Linked DNA regions of Mus musculus: all the other regions are linked to region 2. Evidence: chromatin contacts called from public HiCAR-type and promoter capture Hi-C data. All regions are on one chromosome and are shown on one strand. The core of a region is the stretch at or near the end of the contact, and the rest is flanking DNA. Distances in the headings are between cores, read along the strand shown. Region 1 holds the start of Scel (sciellin). Region 2 holds the start of Ndfip2 (Nedd4 family interacting protein 2). Region 3 holds the start of 4930518C04Rik (a long non-coding RNA gene). Region 4 holds the start of Slain1 (SLAIN motif family, member 1). Region 5 holds the start of Slain1os (SLAIN motif family, member 1, opposite strand). Region 6 holds the start of Ednrb (endothelin receptor type B). Region 7 holds the start of 4930432J09Rik (RIKEN cDNA 4930432J09 gene).

Region 1 (2,868 bases), core at 250-2,749, 1.7 Mb after region 2:
AGAGATGCTACCTCAATATGGTGGCAGGTTCCTGAAAATTGTCCTCTGATCGCCACATGCATGCTATGGAATACACACACCCATACTCGTTCACCCCCCCCCACACACACACACACAAAACACACATACACATACTCACACCCCTTTCAGTTGAAAAATTATACCAGTAGGTTGCTAAGACTTACATGCACCTAAATTTCTATACAATTCTGAATTGTTTCCATGTAGTCTCTGTATATCTTGACATTTAAAATCATCCAACGGTCTTTGTAAACTCTTAACTGCTTAGTTTTTTTTTCCCCCAACACTTTAAATACTAGAGCGTAGCCTTTATCAGAAAAGCCATATCTGTCTCATCAGCTACAGAAGTGAAAGCCAGTTTTCAATTTCATGAAAATAAAACTGTAGCCCACTCATGCTGTCCTTGGGCATTCTGTTGACTATTCTTGTTGGAAAACAAAGGAATCAAGCTCTTCTGTAAATCTTTGGGACTTGAGCACTGACACATCTCAGCTATTCTAAGATTTTGGGTAACTTGGTCAGTCATAGGAAGCAACGAAACACCCAGTTCTTCAATAGAGCCAGGTCTTCAGGAGGAAAGAGTTGCTAACAAGCTATGTCTGATTTCTGCTGTATATCATAAACATAAATGATCTAAAAAAAAAAGTCAGACAAGCCAGCTGACTTTTCAGGAGTAAGAAGGGCAGAGAAGTTGAAATTACTTCTGTCTACCTTAAGCCAGTCTCCAGCTAATTCAAAACATAATATAGCAAAATTGGTCATGTGCCCACAACCCCCATGAAGAATCACACATCTCCACGTCGCCCCCTCCTTACTCCATCCCATGAATCTCTTATGTAAGCAAGGGGGATTTTCTTATTTGGAGATATTAAGGTTGAATGGGTTTGCAGTTTTTGTCACACTTGAGAAAAAAGATATTACGCTATTTGTAAAACCAATAAAGTTTAATATTTCACTAGAAGCATCACTTATGAAAAACAGAAAGCTCTCTTTTTATGAAACAGTTTTATAGTCACTGGAGAAAACAAACCCGTGAGTGCCGAGTCCTTGATTTAAAAGCTTTATTATTTCTATGAGAAGTAGGATTCCAGGACACCAGCTCCAGTGGGAAACGCAAAGAGCTCTTCGTATCTGTAATGCCGTGATGTGTACAATGGCCAAGTTAAAGACCGTGGAAACTAGAAGTGTAGAGCTATTGGCACACAGGCTACTCATCATAGGCTGTCAATTTAGAAACAAGTCAAAGAAGACACAGACAGCCCTGATCTGAATCATTTGGAGGGGCAACAGAAAAGTTTGCACAAACCACAAAGCAGCTGTATTCGTCTCTGCAAGCAGAATTCAACTCACCTTTCTTGCGCAGGAACCCGGGACTCTTGGCTAACTGGCCCGCAGTGATTCCCCAAGTGGATCCGGCTGAAACAAATGTGCACCTGGCGCTTCCTGGGTGCACTTCCCACCTCCGCTCGCCTGTTAATGAACAGCTTAGAGGCTTCTCTCTCAACACTGAGTCACGCAGGGAGGAGGCAGGCCGTGTGAAAGAGGGTGTCACCCTGTACAAATACCAGCTCAACAAAAACAGTCTCATTCACAGGACGGCTGTCTCTGTGGGGAAGTTCTTCAAATAACTCGTGGTTATTTGAAATGTTCCTTATCGCTCTTTCAACTGATCAACGCACAATACTGGCAAGCAGGCAGCCCAGTCAACCACTTGTAAATGAGCCTTTTAAAAAGCAAAGCAGAGCTGGAGAAGCAGAACTGGGAATCTCTCTTCCCTCCCACCCACCCCCCTCCTTCTCTCTCTCCCTCCATCTACTACTTGGGGTGTGAAGTCACAGACATGTGTACCAGGAGCAGACTGCCCAGTTGGGAAAGGAACATTTACATGAACTCTGGGACCAGAAGATGTAGGCAGAATCCATTATAGAAAGTCCACATTCCGAACATTTTTATACAGACATCAAAGGAATAGCACACCCCAAATGTAAGAATCTTAACCCTTAAATTATTTCACAATATTTAAAAAAACATTTTAAAGATGGTCAGCAGAACCGCTCCGTGGTAAAGGCTCTTGTGGCCAAGCTTGTTGATCTGACTTTAATCTTTGAGACCCACATGGTAGAGAGAGCAAACTGATTCCTGCAGGTTGTCTCTGACCACGCGCAGACCCCAACATGCATATCCAAACACACGCGCACCAATGATTCAATAGAATTTTAATTAACGTTTAATGTGGTAAGAATAGTTGAAGCTTCTTTTCCAGCTGATGGTGGCATAGATTCCTGCATCGAAGCTCCTTCTGCTGCTGTGAAGAAAGAACACAGAAGGACATCCTGGTGAGTACAGTGGGGGTGTCTGTGGGGGCTCCTCTCTAACAGGCTCTGAAGTGAACCTTTCACAACAGCAAGAAGGATTTAAGGGAGCTTAGCTTTCGGGAGCTTTGCTCAAGGGGACTGGATCATCTGTTTCCTGGGTCATCTCAATTCATCAGCACACCAATAATTAACCTCCTTAAGATGGCTCCTAAAAACTGTGTCAGGCTTGGCTGTGTGTATGACAAGAATAACAAGAAGGAGAAACATCCACGGGAGGGGGCCAGGCAACTGCAGGATGGATTGAAGCTGGAGATCTCCTGGATGTTCATTTCTCAGTTCTAGGCTGAGGGGTTGGAAATTCTAAAGCAAAGACTGTTTTCACAGTGAAACATATAGTCCTGACTCATGATGTACAGAATATATGTATACATGATTTTGCTTGTGTGTGTGTCTGTTTGCACACATGCACATAGGTGCACATGCATCTGTGTACACATCTCATATGCTAGAAGTTAACCTCAGGTGTCTTTCT
Region 2 (2,960 bases), core at 169-2,668:
AAACTGGCAAGATTTCTATTTCCTAAGCCATTCTGAAAATGTTGATAATTTTCAGAAAGTTCATAATCTAAATCACCTGGCCATGCTATAGCAAATAGACACAAATGACAGAGAATTCTTACCAAAGAAAAAATGAAAATTTAAGTCTCTACCACAATCCTTCAGATTTGTCAAAAGGCACAACACACATGCAGACAGACAGAAAAGATGACATATAGGACTAACTGTGCAATCTTATAAACCCGACACGCAATAGCAACAATATGCACAAATGCTTTTCTTCTCTCCCCCCGTAACTATGTTCCACTAAATTATCTAAAAGTTTATAAGTGAAAACGCAATAAAGTAAATATTGCTGACAATGCTATTCACAATATTTATCTCCAATGACATCACTAAAACACACAGGGTGTAAAATACAGAGATTCTGACAAAGAAAATACAGGGCGCATTTCACTCATTAAGCATAGCTGGTGGTTTACATACTTGAGTGATTTTAAAACTCTGTATTAAATGAAAACTATTTCATTTCAAACAAGGTTTGATTTTTTTTTCTAATAAAGCGCTGCACACACGAACACAGGCAAAGCAGGAACAGATTTAAAAAAAAAAGAAAAAAAAAACGATCACTGTAATACTAACACAATGGAAAAGGGCAAAATGACAAGGTTAACTAGAAGAGAGGCACCTTCCCCATCACAGCTCTTCTCTACCCCTCACGCCGGTTGTAGCCCTGCTGCACCCCACTCTATAACCTCACACAATTCAGGCCACCGGTCGGGTCGACTCCCTGACAGGTACCTGCACCCTGCCCCGCCGCAGGGGGACACCACTCACTGCTCACGGGTGTGTGAGTCAGGGAAGAAGGAGGGGAAAGAAAGCCAGCCGGGGTGAGTCGGGGAGCGTCGCCGGGGAGGGGGCTCGGCGGGGCGCTGGCCGTCGACTGCGGCCGGGGGCTGGCGGAGAGGTGGGCTGGGCGGGAAGGGGCCCGCCGGGACGCCCCGAGGCCAGCGTCCTCCCCGGGGCCCGCGCACTCACCACCTGGTAGCGACCAGTCCCCAGCTGGTGGTGATCCATCCTGCCCGCCTCGGGGTCCGGCTTCCGAGCGGGCGTGTCCCCTCGGCGCTCAGCTCCCTCGGCCTCCCGGGTCGACGTCGTCGCCGCCGCCGCCGCAGAGCCTCTTCCGCCGCCTCGGGTTCTGCCGCCGAGGTCGCCTGGCGGGGCCGCTTCACTTCCTGTCGCTCCCTCGGCTCCAGCGGAGAGCTCCGCGTCGCTCGCCGATCGGCGCCGGAGCTCCGGGGAGCCGCGCGCGCTACTGAGCATGCTCGGCGCGGACGCGCATGCTCTCTGGCTCCGCCGGCGTCCCATCCGCCGCCCGGCTCCGGAGGTGTCCCTAGGTGGGAGGAGATGGAAGAGTCAGGCAAGTCCCCGGGAGCCCTCTAGGTTGTCATCTAGTCGACAGTGGGCGGTGGCAACCGAAGCGGAAAAGAAAAAAAAAAAAAAAATCGTCCCACTTGATTGGATTTTCCTGTGAGGGCAGGTTTCACTGTGGGGCGAGAGGATGCATCGTCACTGCGGAGGGTGGAGGCGCTGCATTCCTAGAGCACCTGAGGACAGGTCGCCCTTTTATTAGTCCCCAGCCTAGAGCATCTCAAAGAGATCCATCTCAGGACAGGCCTAAAAAGGCGCTCATTCGAAATCATTAATGAGGTAATGAATTACCAAATACCAGGGACATATACATATACAAAGACCACATATACATATATAAAATCAGCTTTAAAGTCACAGTAAAATTTCGAGGAAGGAAAAAAAAAAGACAGTCTTGCTTCTGAGCACGCGTAGCCTTCCTCAGTAGAACAGCTCATTTGTGACAAATGTTAAACCCATTTGACAGCGTACCATTGTCAATCACTTAGAATCCATAATAGATTGCATTGGAGTTCATTTTGAACATTGTACGTTGTAGGAGTTCTGACAAATATACCCTAACTATTATATATCATACTGAACAGTTTCATTACTCTGAAAATCCTGAATAGGGCTTTACCCTCCTCTTTCTTTTGCCCCCTTGTTTCTAAGAGATTTACAAATTCTTCAAACATATTCTGATGACATACAGAGAAAGAGGCCTTTAGAAATAGGAAATGGGAAGGACAGAAGAAAATAATGAAGTGAGGTAGGATTTTTGTGTGTGTGCTAATAATACTCAGATATTCCTAAGATAATGGTAAAGAATCAGTTTTTGTGGCGCATCATAATACCCTGTGACACCTCTCTCTCCTCTCCTCTCCTCTCCTCCCTCCTTCTTTCTCCTTCTTTCTTCTTCCTTCTTCTTTTTCTTTCTTCTTCCTTCTTTTTCTTTCTCTTTTTCTCCTTTTTCTTCTCCTTTTTCTTTCTTTTCTTTTTCTTTTCTTCTTTTCCTTTTCTTCTTCTTCTCCTTTTCTTCTTCATCTTCGTCTTTGTCTTCTTCTTCCTCCTCCTCCTCCTCCTCCTCCTTCTTCTTCTTCTTTTCTCTCTCTCTCTCTCTCTCTCTCTCTCTCTCTCTCTCTCTCTCTCTCTCTCTCGGCACAGAGCATGTTTCTCTAACAATTAGAAGACTATGGCAGACCAGCAAAAGGTACCTTTTAACCCAAACATCTGCTTCTTGTACCCTGAGATCTGTGGCCCTACTCGATCTGGCCCAACTGTTCTTTTTAAGATAATCAAGCCCTTTCCCCATAACTGTTCTTACTATGGAGATCTCCTGGGGATCCGGGGAGGGAAACCTGGAGACCATCTCTCACTTTGCTTCATACATGTGCAGATGAGATTGCCGAAAGAAAGGAAGCCAGATGAGACTGGTACAACTGGCCAGATCCAACAAAGTTCAATAAACTTTGTATAGTTGTAGCTAGAAAAGTTAAGTCTTTCTGATATTTTTATTTTTCAGATGATTTATCAGATCTCTATTAGGATCA
Region 3 (3,096 bases), core at 399-2,898, 1.4 Mb after region 2:
GGTGACAATCCTACAAGTCTTGTCACCTCCCTGATGTATCTGCTCAGCTGATCCTGTGTGACTGAGTGTCACACACTCACAACTGAGCTATGCTCACTGTCAATCTTCCTCCTTTACCAAGAAAATGTCAGCAGGGCCTTGGACTGTTCCAGAATCTTTGGTATTCATATCTTACATCCAACACTCCTCATCTTTTGAGTAAGTCTGGAATTTAAGCTTCTTGCAGTGTAAGCGTCTACTTCAACTCTTTAAATATGCATATAAAATATGTCTTTGTTCTAGTATTGATGATGAAAAATAACAAAAAAAATGAAAAGTTCTTTTTGAAGCTGCTTCAATACGCACATGCACCTTTTCTTTCTGTTCACATTGTTGTTGTTATTGTTGTTGTTGTTGTTTTTATAGTATTCAACAATTAAATCTGATGTGTTTTACAAACTCATTAGAAGACTGAATTTTTTTCATCAGCGTCAGTTCTTAAAAAATTCTGGAAATTCATGTTTATACAAAGCTTGGAAAAGCAGAGGATAAATACTAGGGAAACATTCCAGTCGACTTTGCGCAGGTCAGAACCCCAACATTTTTTTTTCTAACATCGTGCCCCTTGTTTATTTACAGCCGCAGATACGCGCTAGCTTCTGGTGCTGGTGGAATGAATGCGCTGACCTCACACACACATTTCTGCCAGTGACGGTTTGAAGATGATAAAGTAGTCCAGAGCAAATATCTCCACTCTCTGATAGCGGGAGGCACTTTGTGTACAAAAAGCAATGGTCTGGAACAGAGTCAAGCTCTAGAAAGCAGGACAGTCGTTTCTCATCATAAACACATTATTCCTGTCGAGTCGAAGGAGAATGGTGGAGGTAGGGAAGGCTTTGAAAACAGCATACACGTTCCTCATGACTTCCCTTGTGAACAGGGGCCTCAGATCAGCCTGCAGTGGACATCAGAGGGATTCACGTTACCCCACTGTGATGAATAATGAAACACAATGCATAATTGTCCGCAAGTTCTTAGAACCTCCTCAGACCCCAGCTACCGTGCAGAATGCATTACCTCAGGCTCCACGGGGTCACGAGGGAGGTAACCAAGAGTCGGGACGAGTAAATAGACAGTATTGTACCAAACTCCTGTCGCTATGACAACCCTCTAGAAATGCCGGACTCCCATTTTCTCAGCTGCTTTTACTGCTCTGAGGAGAAAGAACAAATGGCCTTTGCAAGCGGCAACCCTGGTTAGTCTCCGACTTTACAGCTTCACCATAGACATGCCCACACAAGTCACTTTCCTTCTCTTCGTCTCCAGCAAATATCGTCAAAATATTCTTCTCATGTGAAAGGTGCTTAATCTTTTACAAAATGAAGTAGTGATGCAGGAAATCTCATTAAATTGCATTTACGTTATAACTGATAGAGATTTTAGCAGCGCGGGCTGAATCAAACTTTCACACTTGAGGGGCCAGCGAGAGTCCTTTCTCTTCTCAGTGTGAAGGATTTAAGTAGCTGAAGGCATCTCTGTGGTGTGAGAGTCTGGTGGGAAGCAGCAGCCTGTTACCCTGACACTGCATCCAGGCGCAGGAGGGGTGTGAGGCTTAGGGGAAATGAGTGTGGTTTCATCTATTGGGCAACTTCTTGTTAATGAAAAGTATGCAGTGCGGCCCGTGCATTAGCTCAGAGCACAGAAGATTCGAGGGTCACCTGACTTTCCAGTGACGCCCCACATAACACTCTCAGCCCTCCTTAATGCAAAACATGCATGTATATTTCCTTTCTTAAAATTAGTAAAACAGTTTTTTACTTATTGCTAACTCTGCCATTCAACATAAATTATATGAGGCCGGAAAACGTTTATCTCCTGTAACTTTCTTTTTCCCGGGAGCTCAGAATGGCATAAAAGTTCAAGGCATATCTACTGAATAAAAACAAGAGTTAATAAATGAATCTTTCAACACTTTGTTCTCAGCCATAGATAGGAGGAAATACTATATATGATATAACATTATTCTTAATACCAAGTATGACATAAATTTGAAATATTTTATGAAGTAAATCTGCAGTTAACATGAGCTGTTATAATTACTCAATACCAAAATGTTCAAAATCCAGAGAAAATATAAAACTCAAGAAGAAAAATAATTCTTTCATAAAACAAGTTATATTTCCTAACTAATGAACTGTGGGGTGTGTGTGTGTGTGTGTGTGTGTGTGTGTGTGTGTGTGTGTGTGTGTTATGTGGTGTGTGTATGTGATGTGTGTCTGTGTGGTGTGTGTGATGTGTGTGTGTGTGTGTGCGCATGCGCACACACATGCACTCTCACAAGCATGCCTGCCCGTGCACTGTCTATAGACCACAGGACTACTTGCCAGAGTCAGTTCTAACCTTTCAATGGGGCCTGAGAACTGAAGTCAGATCAGGATCTGACCCAGTGGCAAGTATCTTAACTCACTGAGTTATACAACCAGACCAAGAGGATAGATATTCTTAATGTTGCTTAATATACCAGGCTTGTCATACATAGGCTTCTGCTTTATGAGCTAATAATAACATTTAAAAACCAAAAGAGCGTCTGAGAGTGTAGCTCAGTGGTAGAGCCCTTGCCTAGAATCTATGAGGTCCAATGTTTCAATCACCAAAACACACACACACACACACACACACACACACGCACACGCACACGCACACGCACACGCACACTGAAGAGGTGGGGATAAGAAGGAAGGAGAGAGAAGGAGATTGTCATTTTACATAAAAGGCAATTTCTTGTTTAGATACAACTCTTCATGAACTTAGGGATGAACTTGAGTCATGTTCATGACTGTCTTTTTTGTTTCATATTTAACTAAAATGCATTGGATGAGAATCCTAAGGAGAAACGAATGTCAGGTGAGGTAGAAAAGGGCCATCAGGGTGGTGTCCTGAGAAAAGTGGGGCCTGCAGGCAGAGGCAGCTCACCCAGATGACCTGGCTCAGGCTGCAAACTCAGATGAACATCTACATAGCTCCACAGAGGCAAACATCACAGCAAGGAGGAACAGCAAAACAGGGCCAATCAGCCAGTCATACTAAAAGCTAGCCTTCTAGAAAAGAATTTACAAT
Region 4 (3,126 bases), core at 599-3,098, 1.6 Mb after region 2:
ATAAAGTGTCTCTAATAGTGCCATCCTCTGGTTAAAATTGCTGTGATTAAACACCAGGACCCACACACACAGCAACTTGGGGAGGGGGGGGGGGAAAGACGACAAGGGAGGACTTATTTAGCTTACACTTCCACACCACAGTTCATCATTAAAGGAAGTCAGGACAGGAACTCATACAAGACAAGAACTCAAACAAGGCAGGAATCTGGAGGCAAGTGCTAAATGAGAGACCATGGAGGGGTGCTAGTTACTGGGTTGCACCCCAGGACTTGCTCAACCTGCTTCCTTATTTAACCTCAGGACCACCAGCCTAGGGATGGCAACACCCACAATGGGCTGGGCCCTCCAATATCAACCATTAAGAATGTTCTACGGGCTTACCTACAGTCTGATCTTGTGGAGGCATTATTGAGGTTCCCGCCTCTCTGATGACTCTAGCCTGTGTCAAATTAACATAAAACTACCTACTTTTTCTTCAATGTGGTTTCATTTCTAAATTAATGAAAATTCCTCTTAAGTTCAATTTTTTTAAAAGAACGTAGCGCCTCCATCTGCCCCCTCCAGTCCTTAAAAAAACCTTTGCCTCTGACGTACCAGGATGGCACACCTTTAATAATCAAATCGGTATCTGAAAGGTTATCTATGAAAATACAGAGAGATGGCATATATAACTACACAACTCAACTGCAATAGCAGATGTCTGAGAAGAGGCTCATCACTAGGCGGCTTCCGATGTGACCAAAGGGGGGCTGCACACCAATCCTGTGCAGCGTTCGTTTGTAAGGAAAGAACGGTAAGCAGTGGAGGAGAGCAGAAGACAAGCACCTTCACCACACACACACACACACACACACACACACACACACACACAGAGAGAGAGAGAGAGAGAAGAGAGCAGGGCTGAGCGACAAGATGACATGAGTTGTGCATTTAAGGCTAACGAGGCGCTTGGGACCCCGTAATCAGCAAAGAGCAAAGCACGGGGCAGATGGCAGTCCCCAGTCGGACCAATAGGCACAATGCTAAAACAGGTTTCTGCCTCCATGCAAAGCTTCTGCTCAGGGCTTGGCACCTGCTAGGCCTCTGGGTCCCCTGCCTCCCACGCCCCGCCCCCGCGTGCTGGGCCTCCCAACTCCGGGGGGAGGGGGCGGCGGAGCTCGGCTATACCAGGTGTAGTCGTCCTCCTCGCTCCAGGCGGCCAAGCTCTCCAGGTCCAGCGGCTCCACCTCGTCCAGCAGCGTTGGAGGCGGCAACGGCGGCGTGGCGGCTTCCCCCGGCGGGGTCCCTGCGGTCCCCGGTTCCGGGCTGCCACCTCCGCCGAAGAAGCCCGCCGCCGGCTTGGAGTAGACGAAGGGCGCGTCAGCCGGCTGCAGGCTGCAGAGCAGGGAGGGCGCGGGGCTGGGCAAGCAGTAGGTGCCCGGGAACGCGGGGCCCAGCGCCCCCGGGCCCGGGGAGGTCGTGCTGGCCGGGGCCCTGTGCGTGGCGAGCGGGCTGCAGGCCCCGGCTGGCGGCGGGGCGGAGGGCGGCGGCGGCTGCAGCAGCAGCAGGTGCGGGGCGGCGGCCGCACTGGCCGCCCGGCTGCGCAGCTGCTCGTTCTGCTTCTCCAGCTTGCGCACCAGCTCCTGCAGCTTCTTCACCTCCAGCTCGGCGTTCACCACCGGCCCCGGGCCGGCGCCGGAGGCCGCCACCGGCGAGGCGCATTTCACCTGCTCCGCCATCATCGCGGGAGCCCCGAGCGCCGCGGCGAGGAGGCTACGCGGGCCCAGCTCGCGCAGCCTACCAGCATCAGCACCAGGGCCCAGCCTCCGGCCGAGGAAGAAGCAGCCGCGCAGCTCTGCACCGTGCTCTGCTCTAGCGGCTCCGGGTTTTAGCCGAGGCCCCGGGACGGGGCGGGGCGCGAGGGGCGGAGCTTCTGGTGATGGATGTGTCGTGGGGGCGGGACCTGCGGCGGGGACCCTCCCTGGGCATCCGTCTGCACCCACACCACCTAACCTCAGGTGCCTGATTGGACCTGGCCTGAACTTCCCGCCGCTCGCACTTCTTCCGCTTTGGGCGAGAGAACCCCACTTCTAGGACTACAGCCAGGGGCGGGATCTAAAGAAGTAGCAGGTGTCTGTGGCAGGGGAAAAACGTACCCAGGGCCAATGGCTAGCCCTCTTACAAGAGCACTTTTAGACTTCAGGGTATTGCCACCTGCTAATGAAACCTCGTGAAAAAAGGTCTGGGGAACATGATGCTCACCCCCCCCCCAAAAAAGCAACAACAGATGCTTTGGGTCTGTTTGAAAAGATGCGGCTAAGGGTAGTATTAAGTAGCACAGAAACAAAATGGTGGGATAGGAGAGAATAAGGAGGGAAAGTGAGAAATCCCAGTCTCTATGAGGGAGGATGGCCAGCTGCTGAAGAGTCAGGCGTTCACTTCAGTCTATCTAAAATAGCCATATATGAACTATCCCCACCAGTCTTTCACCATGAAAGGAGAGTTGGGTTTTCATGCTCTTTTATATTAGACAAAAGATCTTTGAGCATCTCCTGCATGCTCCACTGTGTTCTAAACGCTGGCTTTTTGAGCAAGTGAACAACAGGCATCAGTGATTGCAAATACAAGCAAAATTGTGCACCATCTGTTAAATCATTTACACTATTAAAGTCACACGTGCCTGAGCGAAAAGAGGAAAGGTATAACATTCCCTGCTTTTTTGTTGTTTGTTGGTTTGCTTGTTTGGTTTTTTTTTTTTTTTTGGGGGGGGGGATTCTTGGAAACCATGCTTTTTATTTTTTCAACAAAAATGCTTTTACGCAGATGAACCGATCGTTTTGTTCAGTTAATGTTGACTTAGCATTTTGTGGGTTTAACACAAAGGAAAGCCTGCCGTTATAGTGCGAGAACAATCCACACCGCTGATTTTCATCCTCAGACGGTGTACTAGCTTGTGAAGGGCCTCGCTCAGGCACTGTACACATGACGTCAATGAAAACATACCGCACATCTCTGTGGCAGCGCTAGGATGTTGCCTCTAATCTTTTAAAATTTGATCCTGTGCCTTGCTGCTCAGAAACACTTGTGTCTTCTCACTTGGCAAGCTACAGCTCTAAACTTGGGTGTATGTGCAAAGGTGGGTGTCCT
Region 5 (2,911 bases), core at 47-2,546, 1.6 Mb after region 2:
GACCAGACTAGAATCACCATGGAAACACAGGCCCTGGGCAAAGAAGGCTTTCCAGGAGTTCTTCAATTGAGGAGGAAAGAACTCTCCTGAATGTGGGTAGCACCATGCTATCGGCTGGGTTCTAGACTGCACAGAAAGAAAACATCCAGCTGAGCACCTGTATTGCCTCCCTGTGCACATGTCATGTGACCAGCCACCTGCTCCATGCCTTCCTGCCATGATGGATTGTGAGCCAAGATAAACTCCTCCTTCCTTAATTGCTTCTCAGGTGTTTTATTATAGAAAGGAGAAAACTGATATACCATAAAACTAGTAGAAGCTAAATTTGAAAAAAAAACCCACTATTTATAAAAAAGTAAATACTTTGAAATAAGCTTAATTTTAGAGCTATAGAATCTCTCAAAACAAAAGTCTATAAAACATTGCCAAGACACATTGAATAAGATTTAAATCAACAAAACCTTACTACATATTAATATGGAATGCTTAGACTGCTGCTGATTCACCCAAAAGTGTCTGGTGGACTCAATGAAAGTCCAATTTCATTTGAAATGACAGTACAGAGTAGCTTTCAAGAAGAGTCCTACTGGCTGGGCGGTGGTGGCACACGCCTTTAATCCCAGCACTTGGGAGGCAGAGGCAGGCGAATTTCTGAGTTCCGGGCCAGCCTGGTCTACAAAGTGAGTTCCAGGACAGCCAGGGAAACCCTGTCTCAAAAAAACAAAAAAAGAAAAAAAAGAAAAAAAGAAGGGTCCTACTGATGAACTATGTCCCTTACAGTCAAAATATGTAAGGGACCCACATTAAAAAGAAATAATAGCTACCAGAAGAAAATAGCAAAGATAGACATCATTTGAGTTTTATAAGTAAGAAATGAAAAAGTCAGGAAGGTTATGATGCCTGGATTTCATAAAACCCGAGGTCCAGTCTGACGACACAGTCCTTTGTTGATGAAGTTTTCTCCCCAGCCTCTGCAGAATCCTAAGCCCTAAACCTGAAATGGGAACATCTGAGTTACTGTGAGGAGACACCATGACCATGGCACTCTCAAAGGAGAAAGCAATTAACTGGGGGCTTGCTTACAGTTTGAGAGGCTTGACATGACAGGAGCAGGGCGGCATACAGGCAGGTGCTGGGGCTGGAGCTGGGGACCATAGCCACAAGAACAAAGGGAGTGAGACTGGTCTGGTGTGGGCTTTGAGTTTCCTCTAACAAGGCCCACCCCCAGTGATGCACTTCCTCCAACAAGGCCCACCCCCAATGACGCACTTCCTCCGACAAGGCTGTTTCTCCTCCTCCTTTCTAATGCTATCGACCAATCCTGATGCTCCCTGTTGACCAAGCATCCAAATGTAGAGCTATGGGGGCCATTCCCATCCAAACCGCAGAGTGACCGACCTAATGCACAGTAATGCCTCTTGTTTGTTCTGCTTTCCTGTACGTGACTTTTCTATCTTAATTCTTTATGTATTTTAAATAGAATCCCGCCTATAGAGAATCCCCCCCATCCATCCCTTGTTTTTTGCTTTGTTAAGCATGGACCCAGAGATATTTATATGGCACTATCAATTATAATCTATTATTATTTACTCTGCAGTTCAGATGGTCTCAGCTCTGGCCACAGGCCATTTCCTTCCAACATGCTCGCATTAGTTTTTTAGTATTTCAAAGCTAGAAATCCAAAATCATGAACACTCCTTCCTATTTTGTGTTGTGTTAATTATTATGGCACTCAAAGACTATTGTCCACACACAAAGTTACAATCAACACATTCCTTATCGTCCTATATTTGCTAAAGACGAAACATTTTTCTATTGCTTCATACTTACACTGTTAGTCTTCATTTACTCAGACCTAGAATGTATATTTTTCCTCAGGTAAAATTCTTCATAATTAGCCTGCTGTCTAAAAATAACTGACATCAGTCAGTGAACAGGCCTCTCTGTTTTGCATCATTAGTAAATTCGTGAATCAGCTTTGCCTTCATTAGACACCCTACTAATTTAACTATTTAATGGATATAGATTCATTCATGAACTCATGTTTATTTCACTCATTCATTCACAACGAACCAAGGTCCAAGTCCAGAGCTCACAGCCTGGTAAAAATCAGTAAACCATGACACAGGCTGAGTGCTCTATCTAAAATGCTGGGAAACAAGCCTTAGACTAACATTTGGGATGTTTTCAAACTTGAGAAATTATCAATCTATTGTCTATCATCTACATCTATCTATCCAACTATCCATCTATCTTCTATATTCTATCTATATATCTTCTACTATACACACACACATATATATTTCTACCATCTGTCAATCAATCAATCAATCATGTGGGTGTGTTGACTGAATGTATGTCTGTGTATGCCTAGTGTCCAGAGTCCAAAGGACGGCATCATATCCCCTAGAACTAGAGTTACAAAAGGTTGTGAGCTATGATGTGGCCTAGGAACCAAATTGGAGTCCTCTGAAAGAGCAGCCAGTTCATCACTTAGCCATCTCTCCAGCCCCGCATGTTGTAGAACATTTGCATATACATAGACATATCTTTCATGTTAGTGGTTTGACCATAAAATGTCACCAAGAAGGATCCTGTGTTGAAGCCTCAGCTCCTAGCTGGTGGCCTTTTTCTGAGAGGTACTGGAAACAATAGGAGATGGGGCCTACTGGGATAGAGCAGGTCATTGGTCATATCCCAGGAAGACATACCTTGTCCCTAAGCCCTTCCTATGTCTCTTTTGGCTACTGGGCAGTCAACAATTTCCTCATCTACCTGTTCCCACAGAATGACATCTGCTATGCCTCAGACCGAGAGCAATCCAGTCAGTCATGGGCTGACACATGCATCACTGAACCAAAATGGACTTTTCTTCCCTTTAGGTGGCTTCTCTTGGTTATGTGTCATAGTG
Region 6 (3,085 bases), core at 406-2,905, 1.4 Mb after region 2:
CAGAGCAACGTCAATCCATGTGCAGGGTGCTCGCTGCTTATGCCTGACCAGCCTTCTTCATTCTGTACAGTTCAGAGTCCAGCCCAGGAAACAGATGTCCCCTCATGCTCAGTGGGTCTTCCTACCTTAATAAACATTAAGGTGATTCCCCCCTCCCCCTACCTCCACAAACAAGTCCATGGGCCAACCTCACCCAGACAATGTCTCAGGCAGGGACTTTTTTTTATTTATGAGTACACTGTAGATGTCTTTAGACACACCAGAAGGTATCAGATCTCATTACAAATGGTTGTGAGCCACCATGTGGTTGCTGGGAATTGAACTCAAGACCTCTGGAAGATCAGCCAGTGTTCTTAACCTCTGAGCCATCTTGCCAGCCCCTCAAGCAGGGTCTTCTTTAGGATCTCCCCGCAAAGTAATTTCAGGTTGAGGCAAATTGACATGTAAAGCAGCTAGAACGATAGTCAAGTACAAAATTAGCGTTAGTAGTCTACAAGTGCTCTAAAAAACAGGGCAGAGGCACATCTCAGCAGGAATTAGCAGGGACATTCCCATTGCATGGAAGACACACTAATAGAGATGATGAGAAAGAGAGAGGTAGAGAAGAAAGCCTGAGTGAAAGTGACTTGTGTCAAAGGGACAGGTTCAAAACTGCCCTTGGAGCAGGCACATCCTTACTGAAGCACACAAAGAATTCCTTATTGCACAACACTGTATGTTGGCACGAAAGTCCACGTGAAGCAGTTCCATGCTGACCTTGTCTTCACTGAGGCAGGAGGATAAACATTGTCTTCAAAACAACCTGATTTGGAATTGGTGCTCATGCCCAGGCCATAGTTCCCATCCCTTAGACTTAACTACAGTCCACATTTAAAGTTCACCTTTTAACATACACGCGCACGTTCTGCTTCCAGCTTCATGGGAAACATTTGATAGGCGTTGCCCATCTAAGATGCAAATCCTAGTTGTACAATGAACTAGCTGGGAGACAAAGGGGGTCTAGAGGATGACCTCCTCTGCAGGCACAGCAGGATCTTGCTGATAGCAGAATAATGCACCTCACCCACCACTCTGCGCAACGGAAGATCCCTAGCATTCCCTTCTCTACCATAAAGACAGAAGCCAAGAATGACAGGGAGAGTTCATTTCCTTGCTCTGTCTGGTAAAATAAGCGTCAGGTTGAATTTGTAAATAGGCTTCCTGAGTATTTTCCTGTCTTCTGCCTCAGGTCCCTTTAGGCAACAGTAGAAAGACCCCTAGTAATGGCACCTCAGTACACAGGAAGAGGGATCTACAGGGCACAGAGAGAGATCTACAGGGCCTTTTGGTCCTTTGGGTGGGCAGTCCCTCTGCCGAAGAAGAAAGCGTCCCGCCCTGCATGCTGGCTTAAAACTTAAGGGCAAAACAAAACAAAACAAAACAAAATCAAAAAACAAGAACAAACGAAAGACAACTTCCCCAAACCAAGCAGATTTCGGGAATCACTACAGGACATTTGTGTGAACAGTCGGAGTATTCAAAGTCCAGGTTGATACAGAACCTTCTCTCCTAGGTTCCAGATCCCAGGTTGTCATGGGATATGTTAGTTTCTTCGTTGAGTAAGAAATAAACAGCTTTATGTGAGACACAACTCTGAACTAGGACTGCCCCTCCCAGCGGTCAGCTGGGGCTGATACTGTCCAGGCGTCGCCCAAGGGAAAAGGTTGTGGCAAGGTCGCTCAGAAAACGCGGGAGGAGTCTGGCGTTGATTGATGCTGGGAAGGGACCGAATGAATAAAAGTACTTGTCTGGGGACAGCAAAGACCCCGCTCAAGCTGCTGAGGATCCGCTGCCTGGCATTCTCTCGGTCTTTTGTCAGAGCCAGAGCTGCATTCAGTTGCGAGAGGCCTGTTTAGGAGCAGCTGGACGCCTGCTGAGAGCCGCAAGCTCCCTAGGGCAGTTGACAACCTGGGAAGGAGGTTCCCTGCTCGTGGCGCTGCTCCTGGTGCTTCCAATCCGCACGAGGTAACGAACCATCCTGGTTTAGCTTTGAATTAACATCTGTGGCTGAACCGTGCTTTGGGGCTTCCGCTTTGCTTAGTGGTTCGGGGGTTTTTTAATTAGTAAAACTTACACACGACAGCGATTTAAACCGAGATTGGGTTGTAAGGCGAGTGTTTGAAGTCACTGGGACAGCACAGAAGTTGGTGCTGATCTGTTATTCTCTCGGTTCTTGGCTGAGTGCATTGACGTATGCCCTTGGCCGCTAGGTGCCTTCACTCCGGGTCCCCAAGCTTAGCTAAAATTGGGCTTGCTTCTTCCCGGCACATACGAGTGTTCTTTCATTGGGACACGCACCCTCCCCAGTCTGGAACACCCCCTGCCCGAATGCTCCTCCCCACCGACTGGTCTACGGCAGGGCTGGGGATTAAAACTCTGCGAGCAGGGTCCGGGAGGAGACTGAATGCAGACCAGCGGGTGGCGTGCGCCCAAGTTCCCCACTGGCGCGCAAACTTAACTTACTGTTAAGGCGCGGGTAGAGGCAACCGGGCTAGTGTGTTTTCAGAGGCTTGGCTGGGGTAGCTGACTTAAGTGTCCTGTCTTCACTCCCCAGTTGGTCTCCAGACTGAAAACAGCAGAGCGGCTACCAGACTCTCACAGGAGCAAGCTGTAACATGCAATCGCCCGCAAGCCGGTGCGGACGCGCCTTGGTGGCGCTGCTGCTGGCCTGTGGCTTCTTGGGGGTATGGGGAGAGAAAAGAGGATTCCCACCTGCCCAAGCCACGCTGTCACTTCTCGGGACTAAAGAGGTAATGACGCCACCCACTAAGACCTCCTGGACCAGAGGTTCCAACTCCAGTCTGATGCGTTCCTCCGCACCTGCGGAGGTGACCAAAGGAGGGAGGGGGGCTGGAGTCCCGCCAAGATCCTTCCCTCCTCCGTGCCAACGAAATATTGAGATCAGCAAGACTTTTAAATACATCAACACGATTGTGTCGTGCCTCGTGTTCGTGCTAGGCATCATCGGGAACTCCACGCTGCTAAGAATCATCTACAAGAACAAGTGCATGCGCAATGGTCCCAATATCTTGATCGCCAGTCTGGC
Region 7 (2,874 bases), core at 358-2,857, 1.2 Mb after region 2:
TAAGCAGAGCCTGCACTATACTTGGGCTGTGCAGTTACTTGAGGAACTCCAAGTGGCAGCTGATAGCCCTGAGGCAAGGCAGTTCCTCTAGGCACCCTTCCCTGCAACAAGCCCTGCATACCATGAGAACCATCAACAGTAGAAAGAGGACACGAAGACCCCAGACCCCAGGAGGACTGCAGCCTCTTCCGGGAGATCAAGACGCACAAAGTGCACAGGAAGAACAGGAGGAAAAAGGAGGTAACAAATATTCCCAGGGCAAGTTAAAAAAAGAAAGGCAATTGCAAACCCCAGAGAAAACCAACAGAATCCTGGTCATGGAAGCCACTGTCTAGCTGAAATTCATATCAAACGTGCCTTGAGTTTTAATAATTAGCAATGCATTTTAAAGGTAATCAGCTTGACTTTGAACATATGTTTCTTGGAGTGAGTAGCAAGTGAAGCCGAGAGAAAGGAAAGTGGCATGAACGGACAGCGTGGTCCAACAAACAAGAATAATCATGGCACAAGGAAACATCGATTAAACACCGATTTTTCAGATCTTCTCACCCCTGTCTGTCAAAATACGAAAGACTTGGTTACAATTGATGGAGATATGTTACTTTCCCAGTCTTAAAGATCGTCACATCCTGAAATAGCAATTGGGCTTTTCTTCTACAGCAAAACCAGTTCGCTCAAAAATGCCTGAGGCGTTCTGCACATTATGCAAAGAGACACCATTGAGAACAAGGAGAATAGACTCAGATATGAAGAGACTCCAGTGATGTAAAAAAAAAAATTAAAGCTACCATTAAAAATGTGGAATGGCTAGTATATCTTCATACTTTGAAATATGAAGGCAAGACAGACTTTAGAGATTTTATTGGTCAAGAAACGGAAATGTACAAATATCTCAGCTCTGCATGACATGCAGGGATACAGGCCAGGCAGTGATCCCCAGCGCACCTGCTGCACTGCCGGCAGCTGTAGACCACAGCTCTCTTGAATGGGTCAGGCCTGACACATGACAGACCCCCAACTGCAAGGGCAGCGGGGGTTTTGAGACAGTGTTGCAGCAGCTAAACTGACTGGTATCCCTCTCACTTCTGTCTGCCCAGGGTTACAGATAAAATCTGAACAGAGCATGGAGGCAAGGCGGTGCAATCGAAATGATCGCCCACAGATCCTAAGTCATTTCTGGGGCTGGATCTCAGAAACAGATTCTTGAAGCTGTACTGTGTGGGATTGCTCTAGTCCAGAATCCATTGTTGCCCCGACTTCGGGAAATAGTTTCTCCAGAAAATTCTATGACCCTTCGTGTTTTTAATTTACGCGTTGAACTTTTTCAGACATCGGAAACGACGAGAGGAATCTTGCTTTTGCAATAACAAGCTGATGTTATATTTAGCTGTTGTTCTCAGAATAAACAAGCCAAAGCTTTACGTACAAAAGCTGCACATCCTGTTTACCACCAGTAGGGGGAGCTGTAAGAACTCTAAAGCTCCCCCCACCAAGTGCTGAGAACAGACTGGGAATGGAAAAAGTTACAGATTAAATTAATCACTTCCCTACCTCCCTCTCCCCCGCCCCCCAAGGTTTGTTAAGGAGGAACAGTGAGTTTCTTGAAGAACATTGGGCTATTATATCCATTAAAGCAAGAAAGAGTATATTTAATTGTTTCTGGTTTAAGATGTCCCTAAAGTGATGTCTGCTTTGTTTTCTTCTTCCAAAATAAAAAATGTTGATTTTAGCCAGGCTCCTTTCCATTGACACGCGCTACACTTCTGGATGAGAATACAGAAAATGCCACCTTTATCTTCACCTAAGACCACCTGGATTCCAGGTAGGACCCTGAACCTCTTTCTCTGCTCCCCTCCTCCCAGAACTTTGCTACCTGTTGCTTCAGGGCAGCGTGGGCATTGTGAGTGCTACACTGACTGCAGCCAGTCTCTCACCTGAGCACATTATGCTTCTTCACTCTACCATCACCCGTTCAAGGGAGGGTTCTCTTTGGCGTGGGTTTTGTTCTCTCTCTACTTCTTAGAAGAAATGATCAGAATTATTTCTAAATTCTACTCTTTCCTGCTACTTGAATTGATAAGTTATGACACCAAGAGTGAGCTGAAGTGCTGAGAAGCTAATAAAATTTGTTTCTGTAGCTAAGAGTGATTTCCTTGTCTTTATATCTTTTCTTTTTTTTTTCTTCTTTTCTTTTTTTATTTCCTATTTTGTGTGAAAACATGGTTTTCTTTGATTTTCATGTGAGCTAATTAACCTCTTTGACATCTTAGTCCAAACACTTTCCAAAGTCTTGTATTTTATTTTTGCGTGTCTAGTCATGGATAAGATGCATGATTTAGAATGTAATGTGACATTTGATCCATATTTTGTCCATAGTTGTCAATGGGATTATCTGATTTATTGAACAAATACACAATAAAGATATTTATCACTAAGGTCATAAAGAAGTATATTCCAGTACTCAGAATTTTCAAAAACTGTGTTGAAAAATTACATTTACCAAATCTGTTATCAAATATAACTAGATAAGAATATTATCTTCTCAAATATAACTTAATAGAAATATTACCAGATAATTTTTACTAATATGTTTTTTTAAGTATAACTTTTAATTGAAATATCTCACAATTCTTCTTTCTTTTTTTAAAAAAAAAATGTTTCAACTACTTTGCACTAGAAATGAAATCTAATGTAGGCCTATGGAGTTTTAAAAGAAAACCTTGGGTCAACATATCCTGCAGGAAGGTCTAGATGGTTCTCCTTAGATGCAAACGGTGTCTTCAACATGGATACAGTATAAACAAATACTTTTTTAAAAGAAAAATGGATTTACCATTGCGAACCCACGCGATCAGTGATAGAGCTACATCTCTG

Evidence for each region. Promoter capture Hi-C pulls out the DNA fragments that hold promoters and counts their contacts. HiCAR-type assays count read pairs that join an accessible place to other places.
Region 1: a promoter capture Hi-C map of pre-B cells shows a contact between it and region 2, with 2.6 times the contacts expected there. The contact joins the promoter of Scel here to the promoter of Ndfip2 in region 2. A contact is called at or near these places in 3 of 39 promoter capture datasets (hippocampal neurons, liver and pre-B cells).
Region 3: a promoter capture Hi-C map of hippocampal neurons shows a contact between it and region 2, with 3 times the contacts expected there. The contact joins the promoter of 4930518C04Rik here to the promoter of Ndfip2 in region 2. A contact is called at or near these places in 2 of 39 promoter capture datasets (hippocampal neurons and neural stem cells).
Region 4: a HiCAR-type map of astrocytes shows a contact between it and region 2, with 5 times the contacts expected there. The contact joins the promoter of Slain1 here to the promoter of Ndfip2 in region 2. A contact is called at or near these places in 2 of 39 promoter capture datasets (hippocampal neurons and pre-B cells), 1 of 484 Hi-C or Micro-C datasets (CD4 T cells), 2 of 115 datasets of contacts at active chromatin or transcription factors (astrocytes and large pre-B cells) and 1 of 9 other capture datasets (liver).
Region 5: a contact with region 2 is called in a promoter capture Hi-C map of pre-B cells, with 8 times the contacts expected there. The contact joins the promoter of Slain1os here to the promoter of Ndfip2 in region 2. A contact is called at or near these places in 2 of 39 promoter capture datasets (hippocampal neurons and pre-B cells) and 3 of 115 datasets of contacts at active chromatin or transcription factors (differentiating embryonic stem cells, embryonic forebrain and forebrain).
Region 6: a promoter capture Hi-C map of second pharyngeal arch cranial neural crest shows a contact between it and region 2, with 2.9 times the contacts expected there. The contact joins the promoter of Ednrb here to the promoter of Ndfip2 in region 2. A contact is called at or near these places in 2 of 39 promoter capture datasets (pre-B cells and second pharyngeal arch cranial neural crest) and 2 of 115 datasets of contacts at active chromatin or transcription factors (astrocytes and stem cell-derived neural progenitor cells).
Region 7: a promoter capture Hi-C map of pre-B cells shows a contact between it and region 2, with 11 times the contacts expected there. The contact joins the promoter of 4930432J09Rik here to the promoter of Ndfip2 in region 2. A contact is called at or near these places in 3 of 39 promoter capture datasets (embryonic stem cells, maxillary cranial neural crest and pre-B cells) and 5 of 115 datasets of contacts at active chromatin or transcription factors (embryonic forebrain, forebrain, large pre-B cells and 2 more).

Annotation. Positions count from the first base shown.
Region 1 is chr14:103,511,972-103,514,839 of GRCm38.p6, reverse strand. It overlaps Scel (sciellin), which reads right to left and starts at 1,499. Exons shown (of 31, transcript NM_022886.2): 1 at 1,372-1,499. It overlaps Gm34907 (a long non-coding RNA gene), which reads right to left. Exons shown (of 7, transcript XR_003951026.1): 7 at 2,221-2,868.
Region 2 is chr14:105,257,081-105,260,040 of GRCm38.p6, reverse strand. Ndfip2 (Nedd4 family interacting protein 2) reads right to left here and starts at 1,418. Exons shown (of 8, transcript NM_029561.5): 1 at 1,039-1,418. The coding sequence starts at 1,368.
Region 3 is chr14:103,897,319-103,900,414 of GRCm38.p6, reverse strand. 4930518C04Rik (a long non-coding RNA gene) reads right to left here and starts at 1,648. Exons shown (of 2, transcript XR_383716.3): 1 at 1,057-1,648; 2 at 1-934.
Region 4 is chr14:103,648,950-103,652,075 of GRCm38.p6, reverse strand. Slain1 (SLAIN motif family, member 1) reads right to left here and starts at 1,848. Exons shown (of 7, transcript NM_198014.3): 1 at 1,168-1,848. The coding sequence starts at 1,721.
Region 5 is chr14:103,697,817-103,700,727 of GRCm38.p6, reverse strand. Slain1os (SLAIN motif family, member 1, opposite strand) reads left to right here and starts at 1,296. Exons shown (of 3, transcript NR_045148.1): 1 at 1,296-1,437. All of the region lies in intron 5 of Slain1 (SLAIN motif family, member 1), which reads right to left.
Region 6 is chr14:103,843,046-103,846,130 of GRCm38.p6, reverse strand. Ednrb (endothelin receptor type B) reads left to right here and starts at 1,655. Exons shown (of 8, transcript NM_001136061.2): 1 at 1,655-2,004; 2 at 2,594-3,085. The coding sequence starts at 2,655. The region is part of intron 1 of Gm35197 (a long non-coding RNA gene); the gene reads right to left.
Region 7 is chr14:104,025,875-104,028,748 of GRCm38.p6, reverse strand. 4930432J09Rik (RIKEN cDNA 4930432J09 gene) reads left to right here and starts at 1,607. Exons shown (of 3, transcript NR_045953.1): 1 at 1,607-1,822. All of the region lies in intron 1 of Gm41238 (a long non-coding RNA gene), which reads right to left.